Regions from separate parts of the Sus scrofa genome. Here region 1 is linked to region 2. A link is a contact called in public HiChIP or PLAC-seq data. All regions are on one chromosome and are shown on one strand. The core of a region is the stretch at or near the end of the contact, and the rest is flanking DNA. Distances in the headings are between cores, read along the strand shown.

Region 1 (6,436 bases), core at 111-2,610, 260 kb before region 2:
AGACAGAAGAAATTATGTGCAAAGGAGCTGAGGCTTCAGGGAACATTAAAAAGGAAAGGAAAGGAAAGGATGAGGAGATCCCTGGTGTCTCAGCAGGTCACCGATCTGGCAGTTGTCACTGCTGTGTTGCGGGTTCGAAACCTGGCCCTCGGAACTTAGGCTTGCCTCAGCGAAGCCCCTCCACCCCAAAAAAAGGGTAACGATGAATAAAGGCAAGCTATCAAAGAACTGTGTGTGTGGGGGGGGGTGGTTGCTGTTGTTGCTGTTTTCTCTTTTTAGGGTCGCACCTGCAGAGCTAGGTTAAATTGAAGCTGCAGCTGCTGGCCTATGCCACCCAGGATCCAAGCTGCATTTGGTTTGTTTTTGTTTGCTTGTTTTTTGCTTTTCAGGGCTGCACCTCAGACGTGTCTGCGACCTACATCACAGCTCACGGCAACGTTGGATCCTTAACCTACTGAGAGGCCAGGGATCGAACCCGCAACGTCACGGTTCCTAGTCAGATTCGCTTCCACTGAGCCACGGCGGGAACTCCCCAAGCCGCATTGGTGACTTGCAGCAACTAAATCCGTAACCAACTAAGCAAGGCCAGGGATCGAACTCCCATTCTCTCCTTCACTATGTCTAGTTCTTAACCCGCTGAGCCACATCAGGAACTCCTATTGAAGGGTTTTAATCAAAGAAGTGAGGTGGTCAGATCTGTTTTAAAAGATGAATTAAAGTGGGCAAGAAGCAAAAGCAAGGGCACCCTCGGTCCTGTTTCAGGATCAATACAATACTGTGGTGGGAAAAACAGTGTCCCGAACGCCTACTAGTCCGCCTATTTGTCCAGGTTCCGTCAGGACGTTCCAGGCACTCTGTCTTTCAGTTCTTTCAAGAGATTTGTGTGGTAACTTGCTTAGCCGAATGTTACTGAACGAACTGGACAAGACTGAGTCTGGTAAAATTAGTCTCACTGTAACTTTCTCTCCTCCTCCCAGCTCCATCCCTGCGGAGCTTCCAGATACTGCAGCCCCGGACTCTCCACGCTGACCACGCCCTCAGCCCTGCCCCGCACTTACACGAACACGTCCCCGTCCACGTCCCCAGCCGCCAGGAGATCGCGGGCGGGATGGAACGCCAACCCACTGGCTGGAGCTTCCAGCACAATGTCTTCCGGAGTGTCCCGGATCCGGGCTGGGGCTTCCGTAGAGTCGGGGTCCTCCTCGTCGCTCACTTCGTCCGTGGGCTTCTCCTCACACGTGCGATCCATGAACCGGAGGATGCGAGCGGCGCAGCAACTGTCCAGTGAGCCCACAACAACTAGACACACGGCGGGAGGAGTGGCCCGGAGCACCACTTCCGGGTTAGAGAGCCGGGCAGGAAGTGACGTTCCCCATGACCCGGAAAAGGCGGGGCGGGACGCAACTGGTGGGTGAACCGACCCTAGGAGCCAGACTCGCCTGTAGCCTATTCCGTGGGTTGCCACGGAGTGGGTTCCAGGGCCTGTCAGGCTGCGCAACCGTCAGTCTCCCTCCTTGGTGACTCACATAAAGCTGGGAACTGCGTTAAACTCCTTTCTCTTATTCTGATCAATGATGACAGTTTCGTTCCGGCAGTAAAGATGACTTCCTGCCCTCGGGATAGAAAAGGGCTCGCCAGCTTGTCAAGACCATGACAAGCCGCAGCCAGTTTGGTCAGTAAGTAACAAGAGTCTACGCCGAGAGAACTTGACATTCGCGGGTAGTAGACAGCAGGCAGCCCGCGCACACGCCTAACCTGAGCCGTCAGTCCTCATCCTCGGGGCTAAAGCAATAGCCCCCGGCCGTTCCTACTATCACCCATGTTTCAGGTTGTCTTTCGGTTCTTTCAAGAGATTTGTGTGGTGACTTGCTGCAGACCCTCAGTGGGACTGGGCCAGCGCACAGTCCTCAGAGCTGACAAGGAGGTAGCTAAAAAGGAAAAATGGGCACGACCGTTGACGTTCTGGACATTCTGGTTTTCAGAGGTTCCACAAAGATGAGAGCACTGTATGGTGGGGCAAGAAAGGAGGAGCATGAACTCCTGTCTGAATAGAACCTTCTCACATCGTAGGAAGCCTAAGGCACCTTACATGCTGATGCCAACCCCCTTAGAGAGGTGAAAGAATTTAGGTTGGAGACCTCAGAAAGGTTCAAAGTCCCTTGTGTGATGTTGGAAGTCTTTATCCCTCACAATGTGGCCAAAAAGAATCTTGGTCACTTACGCAAAGCTTGGTGGTACTTGCAGAAACTTATTTTAAACTGGCTGTCAGTTCCTGTCATGGCTCAATGGTTAATGAACCTGACTAGGAACCATGAGGTTGCGGGTTTGATCCCTGGCCTCGCTCAGTGGGTTAAGGGTCCAGCGTTGCGTGAGCTGTGGTGTAGGTCACAGACGCAGCTCGGATCCCGTGTTGCTGTGGCTGTGGCCTAGGCCATCGGCTACAGCTCTGATTCGACCCCTAGCCTGGGAACCTCCATATGCCGCAGGAGCGGCCCAAGAAATGACAAAAAAAAAAAAAAAGACAAAAAGATAAACTGGCTGTCAACCTCTTGATAAAGTCTCAGTCCTAGTACCTTCATCTGAGCCACATCTCTGGGACCTTTTTTTTAATTGGGACTGCTGCCTACAACCATGCAGGGTGTCACGTACTGTCTGATATTCTCCATCCTAGGTGCTATTGCACACTGGGCCCATTTTCAGCCTCCTATGTGCCATGCACAAAGTGGCTTCCTGAAAAAGCCCTTGCCCTATCCAAGTGAAAGTAACCAAAGGCGGTGGCTAAGGTGGCCATCTGACATTCCTGGAATCTAGTAAGCCCACAGGTCAGGACAGGCAGCTATGGATCCAAGCCAGAAAGAAGGGGTGACCCTTGGCGAGTACCAAACCAAATCGTTGGCAATAAGCAGAGAGGGAAAAAAGGGTGGGGATGGGTGATTTGGAGGCCAGGGAGCCCCCCTGGGCCTCGGCGAACTCGTCAGTGGTTGAGTGGCACTGAACCCTTCTGGTCTAAGACAGGGATTCCCCAGGTACTTCCCCTTCAGCCAGGTAAGCAGTGATAGCTGCTTAGAATTACCAAAGATCCCAGGAGGGCATTACCTTGTAAAAGGTTTTTGTTCCTAGGAGTGTTTCGCATCAGGTGCCGTCACCTAGAGCCCATCCTGTACAACCTTGGGATCAGACTGGCAGCCCACTCGGCTGATCCTAATTCCCAGGGAAACTCTGCCCTAAGACGAGGTCCCCAGATGGGCCCAGATGAGTCTGACATTTAAGACCAATCATCCTTAGCTTCCTCTGTCCATCCCTTGCCTATAAGTGAGGGTCAGTCTTCCTTCGCCATGGGGTACCCTGGCTAGTATACATACTGCATAGGAATCTAGAACCACAGTTCAGGAAAGGACTGAACTGACTTCCTCCACTTGATTTCTGTACAATCGGTGGAATTAGTAGCCCTCATGGTGCATCTGGGCCCTCAACAAAGAGAAGATAAGACAACAGGTTAACCAATTTTAATGGAACCAAAAGATTACACAATGAAATTTTATATACATTCACACACACACACACAAAAATCTTTCAACTGTTTTTTGGAATTGTAGAAAGCAAGCAGTGGGGAAAAAATCCTTGGGGAGATTATTCTTGGAGTTGGAACCAGAGATTAGTATTTTGGTCTTTTCACTTCAACCCTGCAGTAGGAGAAATAAGCATAAGATCAATACACTAGGCAATTCCCATGAGTCCCACCAAGAGTAAGAATAACGCTGCTCACCCATCAGCTTCCATCTTCTTCCTCTTCTCAATGATCTGCAAAAAGTACAGTTGGAGTCAATAGTTATGCTGCCAGCTAAGCTCACCTGAGACCCAAGGTGGGCTACTTCCATGGCTCTCCAGCCCCTGACTGTTCCTGAATCTGTGGGCCAGGGTCTCCTCCCAGCTGAAGCCCTCCCACCCAGAACCAGTCCCACTAACCGCACTAATCTTTTTCCACTGGCGATCAAGCTCTGCTTTGTCATTAGTTTCTTTGAAGCGCCTGGTTTTCCTCCCTTCAGACATCTTGATGCCATACTGGAATGCAGCCCTGAGGGGAAAAGCCAGCAGTTGAGGGAAGAAGGCATCAGAGGTTGCATAGCAACAGCAAAGTGTTCCCAGAGGACCCCATGCGGAGAGAACCTAGTGGCGATGTTTTAGCCAGACCACCCCTCTAACCTGCTATGCGTTGGTCCACCCCACCGCCATCCCCCTCCTCACTCCTGGCTGTATTTAGCACCAAGACTCACTTGGGCAAAGCTTCCTTGTTGTTCATATATTCGCTGTATTCCTCCTGGGTATCAAAGTCCCAGCGGCCTAAAGGGCCCTTCTTGTTACCCTGTTTCAGGACAGGATGGGGGGCAAGGAAGGAAGCGATGTCAGTGGAAAAGAAATGTCAGCCCTCTGATTAAAGCCAGGCTCTCCCAGAATCCCGGGTTTTATCATTCACAAATCCTACCCTAAGTAACAGTGTTTACCACAGGTACTTACTATGGCCCCGGCATTATTCTGAACATGAAACAAGTATCTTACTTAATTCCCTCAAAAAATCTATTAAGAGAGAACTATATATGGATGTGTATTTGGTATCTTCTGTTTTAGCTTTTTTTTTTTTTTTTTGTCTTTTTATAAGGCCAAAACCATGGCATATGGAGGTTCCCAGGCTAAGGGGCTAATAGAGCTACAGCCGCCGGCCTACACCACAGCCACAGCAACACAGGATCCAAGCCGTGTCTTCAACCTACACCACAGCTCACAGCAATGCTGGATCCTTAACCCACTGAGCAAGGCCAGGGATTGAACCTGCAACCTCATGGTTCCTAGTCGGATTCTTCAACCACTGCGCCACGACAGGAACTCCTGTTTTAGCTTCTTGAATCATCTTCGTCTTAAAAGGAAGTTTTGTCTTTTTTGAAAGTTTAGCTCTCTACACTAATCATTTTATTAATTTTGTTCTATTCATAAAACAAACTGTTTAATAATCTTTTTAAAAAAGAGGCAAGGCAGTTCCTGTCGTGGCTCAGCAGAAATGAATCTGACTAGTAACCATGAGGATGCAGGTTCAATCCCTGGCTTCACTCAGTGGGTTAAGTAAGGATCCAGCAGTGCTGTGAGCTGTGGAGTAGGTTGCAGACATAGCTCGGATCCCAAGTTGCTGTGGCTGTGGTGCAGGCCAGCAGCTATAGCTCTGATTCAACCCTTAGCCTAGGAACCTCCATATGTTGTGGATATGGACCTAAAAAAAAAAAAAAAAAAGAGAGAGAGAGAGACAAGAACTATAGTTCTCTCCATTTTCCTAAGGAAGAAACTGAGGAATAAACAGTAAAGTAAGGGGAGTTCCCATCGTGGCGCAGTGGTTAACGAATCCGACTAGGAACCATGAGGTTGCGGGTTCGGTCCCTGCCCTTGCTCAGTGGGTTAAGGATCTGGCGTTGCTGTGAGCTGTGGTGTAGGTCGCAGACGCGGCTCGGATCCCGCGTTGCTGTGGCTCTGGCATAGGCCGGTGGCTACAGCTCCGATTCGACCCCTAGCCTGGGAATCTCCATATGCCGCGGGAGCGGCCCAAGAAATAGCAACAACAACAAAAGACAAAAAAAAAAAAAAAAACAGTAAAGTAAGTTGGCAAGGTCACAAAACTAGTACCTGGCAGAACCAGAGTTAAGCAAGGCTCCAAGACAGAATTAAGCCAAGCTCTTAAGTATTGCAGTACAGAGAGAACAAGGAAAAAACAGATGACATTTCCTCACCATTAATGGTGTTACTGTTTGTTGGTGTTTTTGTTTGAGACTTCAAGAAAAATGTAAATCCTGGCTAAAAACTGAAATTCCTTCTGCTCTGGCTACATCTGCACTAAGGCTGGCTTACTGCCTCAAATGGCCACATCCATGGCATTCAAAAGTTCCAAGGTCAGGGATCGAACCGGTGCTACAGCAGTGACAATGCCAGATCCTTAACTCCCTGAGTAACAAGGGAACTCCAAAGCCTGGCACTTTATTGGCCCCATCTCCTTTGACTTTGTACAGCTGCTTCAGAACAGTTAAGCTGCAAAAACAAACAAAAAGGAGTTCCCATCGTGGCTCAGTGGTTAACAAATCTGACTAGGAACCATGAGGTTGTGGGTTCGATCCCTGGCCTTGCTCAGTGGATTAGGGATCCAGCATTGCCGTGAGCTGTGGTGTAGCTCGCAGATGCAGCTTGGATCTGGTGTTGCTGTGGCCCTGGCGTAGATCAGTGGCTGTGGCTCTGATTAGACCCCCTAGCCTGGGAACCTCCATGTGCCGCGGGTGCAGCCATAGAAAAGACAAAAAAAAAACAAACAATTAAGCTGCCCAAGACCCCACAATGCTGCTGCTCCCACTGCTGCAGCTGAAGGAAGGTGAGACCTAGGAACTGAAACATAGGGAAGCGGATA
Region 2 (6,340 bases), core at 1,608-4,107:
TTTTTTTTTTTTTTTTTTTTTTTTTTTTGTCTTTTGTCCTTTTTAGGGCCGCACCTGAGGCATGTGGAGGTTCCCAGGCTAGGAGTCTAATCGGAGCTTTAGCCACTGGCCTACGTCACAGCCACAGCAACACTAGATCCGAGCCACGTCTGTGACCCACACCACAGCTCACGGCAATGCCGGATCCTGAGCCCACTGAGCGAGGCCAGGGATGGAACCGGCAACTTGATGATCCCTAGTCGGATTCGTTTCCGCTGTGCCACGACGTTTACTTTTTCTAATCGAAAGACGCTCAAGGTTCTGAGAGGAGAAGTGACTGTCCCCCAACCATTCCAGGTCTTTTGTCTTCATTTTCCAGGCCCTTCCCATAAAACCTGGCTGACACACAAAGCTCGCAGGGGTGAGGCTCGCAGGGGTGATGAAAGCTTGGAGTTGCCCCATGAATGGGCTAAGGCTGATGTGGGGGTGAGAAGGCGGAAGGACAGAGCTTGTGAAGGCAGAGGCAGGCTGGGGCAGGAGAGTAGGGTGTGACCCTGCCGTGCTGGGGGCAGGAGGGGTGACCTGGCCGGGTGGCAGGAAGTGTTTCCCTTCCTCCTCCCTTCAGGAGAGCCCTGACCCCAAGGTGGTTTTGTTTTAGGGAAGCAGGTGGCCAGGCAGTTGCTGAGGGAGAACAAAGGTGTGGCCTGGGTGGTGACAGCTACTGAGGTTCTCGGCCCGATACTGATCACCCAGAGGAACAATCCCAAAGTGGCATTTAGCCAAACGGGTGATAGGTGAGTTTCCTCCTAAAACCAAGTCAACTACACATGGCGTCTCAGACCTCTGGGAAAGGGAGAGAAAAAAGGTTTCTAAGGAAAAGCAATGGTCCGTGTACAATGCTTAGTAATATAACAATAACAATAGGTCACAGTCATTATACTATGTCTGGCCCTGTACTAAGTCCTTCATACGTGTTCCCGAGGGCAAGCTTCAAGACGCTGTCTACAAAGTAGGTGTTATTATTATTGTTGTCTCCGTTGGAGAGATGTGGAAACTGAGGCTCAGCGACATTAAATATTTGTCCAAGGTCACACAGTAAGAAGCAACATCAGGATTCCAGTTTGGGACTTTCGTGATTCCAGCATCGTGGAAACCGGAATCTGGAGCGAGTTGCTGGGGCAAATTAAAGCGCACAGCGCCCCACTGACCCCTACACAAGCGGGGATGAGGAGGGAGAGTGGGATAGACTGTGTATAAATAGCAGGCCTGTTTTTATCCCTACACATGGGCTGCATCAGGCCAGCAGCTCTATCTGGCACAACTTGAGGGCTCTGAATGCCAACCCAGCCCTGTGTCATACAACTCCCGCCCCAGCACGTCCCTGGGAGCTGAAATGCCTACTGAGAGAGTCATTTCTTTGGGCCAGGACACTGACTCCAGAAGACCCCTGTAAAAATACTTCGGATGGAAGAGAAACACATCAATCTCCTGGCACCTGTTTTTTTGTTTTTGTTTTTGTTTTTTTTTTTGTCTTTTCTAGGGCCACTCCTGCGGCATATGGAGATTCCCAGGCTAGGGGTCTAATCAGAGCCTACACCAGAGCCACAGCAACGCGGGATTCCAGCCGCGTCTGCCACCCACACCACAGCTCACGGCAACATCAGATCCTTAACCCACTGAGCAAGGCCGGGGATTGAACCCGCAACCTCATGGTTCCTAGTTAGATTCGTTTTCACTGAGCCACGCCGGGAACTCCTGGCACCTGTTGAACGCAATAACCTAGGCTAACTAGCTGGGGCCTGCGGGAGGGGCCCAGTTCCCACGCTGGCGGAAGATGATGGGATTCGAAGGCTTGTTTCGCAGCCTGTGTCTCTCCCTCCGATGCCGGAAGCCTGGGAATTATAACCCATAGTTCAAAAATCTTAATGGAGACTATGTCCACTGAGACAAAGATGGGGAGAAGCCTCTCCAGCGGCTGAAAGAATACTGGTAACTTTCTTCGCCTTTGCTGGATGGATACCAAGGGCCTGCAGCTGCCACTCTGGTAACCTCTCAGGCTCACCTGAGACCTGTTGGCTTTCATTGTCTAATTTTCAAATGATAAATGAGTTAATTATTATGTACTCCTTGATTTGTGGGGAGGCAAAGAAGCGGGTATCTGAAGCTCAAATGATGACCTGAGTGGGGGATCCCTGGTTTAGAACAGGGATGCCGGGAGGGACCAGGCCTGGAAGAGACGAGGAGCGTCCAAGGGCGAAGCGCCGCTCAGCCGTCACAGGGCTGCCGCGCGACAAGCATTTGGGGAAAGGTAGGACCGGGTCCCCGCCACCTGCCGGTCAGCAGCCCTACCCACAGTCAGGCCGCGGCCGCCCTGGCCTGGTCCCAAAATATGTGAGCGCCGCCCCTCGCTCCCGCCCCCTTTCCCCGCCGCGCCCGCGGGGTCGGGGGCTGCGCGGCCGGCGCCGGGAGCCGGGCGGGCGTCCCGGCGCGCGGGGCGGGCGGGGGGGGGGGTGGAGGGGGCGGCGGGAGGCGGGGCGGAGCTTGGGCGCCTCGCGGAGCTTTATTCCCGGCCGCGCGCCGAGCGGCGCTCAGTCGACCGAGGGAGCTGCGCGCGGCACGCGGCTGGCCTGGCTGAGGCGCAAGGGCTCGGGCGGGCGGGCGGACAGACGAACCGACAGACGGAGTGAACGAGAGAGGCGCCGGGCAGCCGCGAGCTCCCCGCACATCCCAGCCAGGCCTGCACCCCAAGGCCGGCAGCAGATCGTGCCCGGCGGGGTCTCCTGCGCTCTGCCCGCCCCGGCTCCCGTGCCAGCGCCCAGCTCCCGCCGCCGCCTCTAAAGTGATCGCTGCCTCGCCGCCTCCGCCCGGCCCGGGACCATGAAGCTGCTGCCGTCGGTGGTGCTGAAGCTCTTTCTGGCTGCAGGTAGGAGGGCTGCTGCCGCTCCCGGGGGTCGGTCGGGGGGGATGGGGACGCTCTGCCGGGGGGCACGGAGGGAGATCGCTGCTGCGTCCCCGGCGCGGGCCACTTGGTGGGGCCCGTGTTCCCTGGCGGGCGGGCGCCGGCTGCGGTACGTAGCGACGGGGGTCTGGGCGGGGGGTCTGATGCGGCCTTGCCCCTCACCCGCAGTGTTCTCGGCGCTGGTGACCGGCGAGAGCCTGGAGCGCCTGCGGAGGGGGCTGGCGGATGGAACCAGCAATCTGGTCTCCCCTACCGAATCTACGGACCAGCTGCTGCCCCCGGGAGGTGGCCGAGGCCGGGAAGTCCTGGACTTGGAAGAGGCAGACCTGGACCTTTTGAGAGGTTAGTGCTGGGGCTGTCCGTCCTTGGACCTTGGTGGGCAGTTGAAGAATAAGTGGATCTGGCAAGGATGCTGCTTGCACACACCTGCGGTTTGGGGGTTTTCAGGGAGGGAGGACTTCAAGGAAAAGCCCCTTGGCCTGCCAAGCTCCCTGGGGGATCCTAGAATGTAGGTCCTGTTGTCTTTCTCGCCCTGGGGTCTCACGTGGCTCCTTGCTGCCCTTCTGGATACTTGGGGGCAAATTGAGACAGGCAAGGTGTCTGGGCTCGGTCCATTCCTCTGAGGTAAACTGGGTGAGAGATGCAAGGAATGCTTGAGATGCTTCCCTTAGAGTGTCTAGGTAAAAAGGGGCACAAGTCCTAGTTTCTACATCAAATGACTTTTATGCATAAAACAAGGTAACAGATGTTCGGATGCTGGGCACCTAGGAGGTGTGTCCTGTTAGCCTCCTCCGTCCACCTGTCTCCAGGTTGGGCAAACGGAGGGAAATGAGGAACTCTTGGTCCCTGCAGAGACCAGCTCCCCCTGGGAGGGCTGTGAAGAGTGAGCACTGGGTTCCTAGAGAGCTGTATTGAAATGCTGGGTGTCTCCCAAGTCTCCCCACGCCCGGATACTTCCTGACCACCTTGAGTCCCTGAGAGAGACTTCAAGGGAGGAAGGGCTGGTGGGATCCTCCCACCAGCCGAGCGCCGTGGCTGAGCACATGAGTGCAAGTACAGGGCAGAGTCCAGAGCCTCCGGTATTGCTCGCTTCCCTGCCCCCAGCCACCTGCAGAGATGCTTGAGGGTGGAGCAGGGACTGAGCCCTGGAGCCCTGGAATGACTATATTTGGCTGCAAAGATACCCACCTGTTCTAGCTCCGCCTGCTCCTCAGCTACCCCTCTTCTTACTCACTCAGCTTCCCTGAGGTGTTGTGTATAAACCCAGGGTCTGCTCCAAAGCTGAGGCTGGGCTCCTGCCTTCCATCCTCTTGACAGTGGCCCTCTGGGGTCACCCTTGGCCTGAACAACCTGGATCCTCCTGGCCCTGTCCTTCTAGGCAGGGCAGAGCGGGGCCGTGACTCACCCTCCACCCACACAGCTGCTCCTCATACCTCTGCAGACCTGACTCACTGCTCCCTCTCCCCGGCAGGAGCCTAGCTGTCCCCCTGTCACTCTCTCCCTCCCTTTTCTGACCAGCTTGGCCCTTCTGCCTCAGTTTCGCTGCAGCTCTGGTCAGCAGCTTCCTCTGAGCATCCGCCTTACCTTCTGAGTTCTGAAGGGGTCTGGGGTTGCACCAGAAGAGCCGGGGGGTTGGGGAGGCGGCTACGGGACTGCTGGCACCTGCCACTTCCCTTGTCTTGGGTTTGCTGGGCAAAAAGTCCATTTTTTCAGTTCTAGGGATCCTATCACCTTAAAAAAAAATGTTGCCATTTATTACGTGCCTTCTATGTACGAAGCACTCAATATGTTTTTGTGGGTTAATTAATCCTCATTACAACCCTCTGAGATAGGAACCCCTGCCCCCGACTTTTTACTGAAAACCACAGGGTTCAGAGAGATGAAGTGTTTTGCCCAAGACCACAGGGCTGAAATTGAAGCACAAGTCTGCTGACTTTAGCCCATCTATTGTCTCACTCCTGGCTCAGCATCCCAGGTGCTCTGGGCTCGTCTAGGACAGGGTGTGTGTGTGTGTGTGAGAGAGAGAGACAGCTTGGTGTGTTAGAAAGAGCACTGGACGTGGAGTCCAGAGACCACATTTCAGATCCCAACCCTGCATGACCTTGGGCAGGTCACTGACTCTTGGCACCTCAAGTTTTTCACCTGGAAATGGAAAGATAGAGCTTTTTAGGACTGCACCAGTGGCATATGGAGATTCCCAGGCTAGGGGTCCAATCAGAGCTACAGCTGCTGGCCTACACCACAGCCATGGCAACATCAGATCTGAGCCACATCTATGATCTACACTACAGCTCATGGCAACGCCGGATCCTTAACCCACTGAGCAAGGCCAGGGATCGAACCTGCAACCTCAAGGTTCCTAGTCAGATTCATTTCCACTCTGCCACGATGGGAACTCCAGAAAGCTATATTGTGTGTGTGTGTGTGTGTGTGTGTGTGTGTGTATATTTTTTTTTTTTTGTCTTTTTGCCTTTTCTAGGGCCACTCCCGCGGCATATGGAGGTTCCCAGGCTAGGGGTCTAATCGCAGCTGTAGCCACCGGCCTACACCAGAGCCACAGCAACAAGGAGGGATCTGAGCCGCGTCTGTGACCTACACCACAGCTCACGGCAATGCTGGATCCTTAACCCACTGAGCAAGGCCAGGAATCGAATCTGCAACCTCATGATTCCTAGTTGGATTCATTAACCACTGCGCCACAATGGGAACTCCAGAAAGCTATATTTTTTTAAATCAATTCCACCTTGAGCATCCTAGGACTCCAGTCTAATGTATGATGCTCACCCTTCTGCTGGACACGTCACTACAGCCATAGAGATCAGGCCCCTTTTTTTCTGCTGGAGGCAGGGGAGAGGGGACTGGCATGAGAGCCCTGGGCTGATGGGAGCAGCCCCTGGTCAGTCCTGGCTGGATGTCTGAGAGGTTGTTTTGCCCCTTCGAAGTATGAAAAGAATGGGGAGAGTCACCACAGTTCTAGTTCCTTCTGATAGTTTTACTTTCCATTTCTCTACCTCTCGTGCACTGTACGCTCCATCCTAGAGAGCTATACACGGGACCTTTGGGGATAAATGCAAAGAAACCTTTGAGAGAAGCGACTAGCTGCCAAGAGCACAGAGCAGGGTAAATATTTCGCCTGATGTCTAAAAAGCAACGCTCTTGGAAACAAACACAATATCATAAAGCAACTGTAGATCCATAAAAATATTTAAAAATTTTGCAACATTAAAAAAAAATAATCTTCCCTCTAACATAGCCTCCAAGTACCTTCTCTAGCAGCAGTTTTTATCTCCGACCCTGTCTTCCTGCAAGTGGGTCACTGAGTGCAGCATCAGGAAATGAGGCTGATTTAAGGCCGAAATAGAAGCATGTGGGCGTGGGGAGAAAGAGATGAGGCCGGACAGT

Evidence for each region. HiChIP or PLAC-seq counts read pairs in DNA pulled down with a chosen protein or histone mark.
Region 1: an H3K27ac HiChIP or PLAC-seq map of alveolar macrophages shows a contact between it and region 2. The contact joins the promoter of WDR55 here to the promoter of HBEGF in region 2. A contact is called at or near these places in 2 of 5 promoter capture datasets (both in liver) and 1 of 2 datasets of contacts at active chromatin or transcription factors (alveolar macrophages).

The regions. Positions count from the first base shown.
Region 1 is chr2:142,373,391-142,379,826 of Sscrofa11.1, reverse strand. It overlaps WDR55 (WD repeat-containing protein 55), which reads right to left and starts at 1,360. Exons shown (of 7, transcript XM_003480931.4): 1 at 1,059-1,360. The coding sequence starts at 1,249. It overlaps IK (protein Red), which reads right to left. Exons shown (of 19, transcript XR_001307243.2): 17 at 4,275-4,363; 18 at 3,767-4,075; 19 at 3,492-3,683.
Region 2 is chr2:142,111,404-142,117,743 of Sscrofa11.1, reverse strand. HBEGF (heparin binding EGF like growth factor) reads left to right here and starts at 2,857. Exons shown (of 5, transcript NM_214299.1): 1 at 2,857-2,902; 2 at 3,107-3,280. The coding sequence starts at 2,857.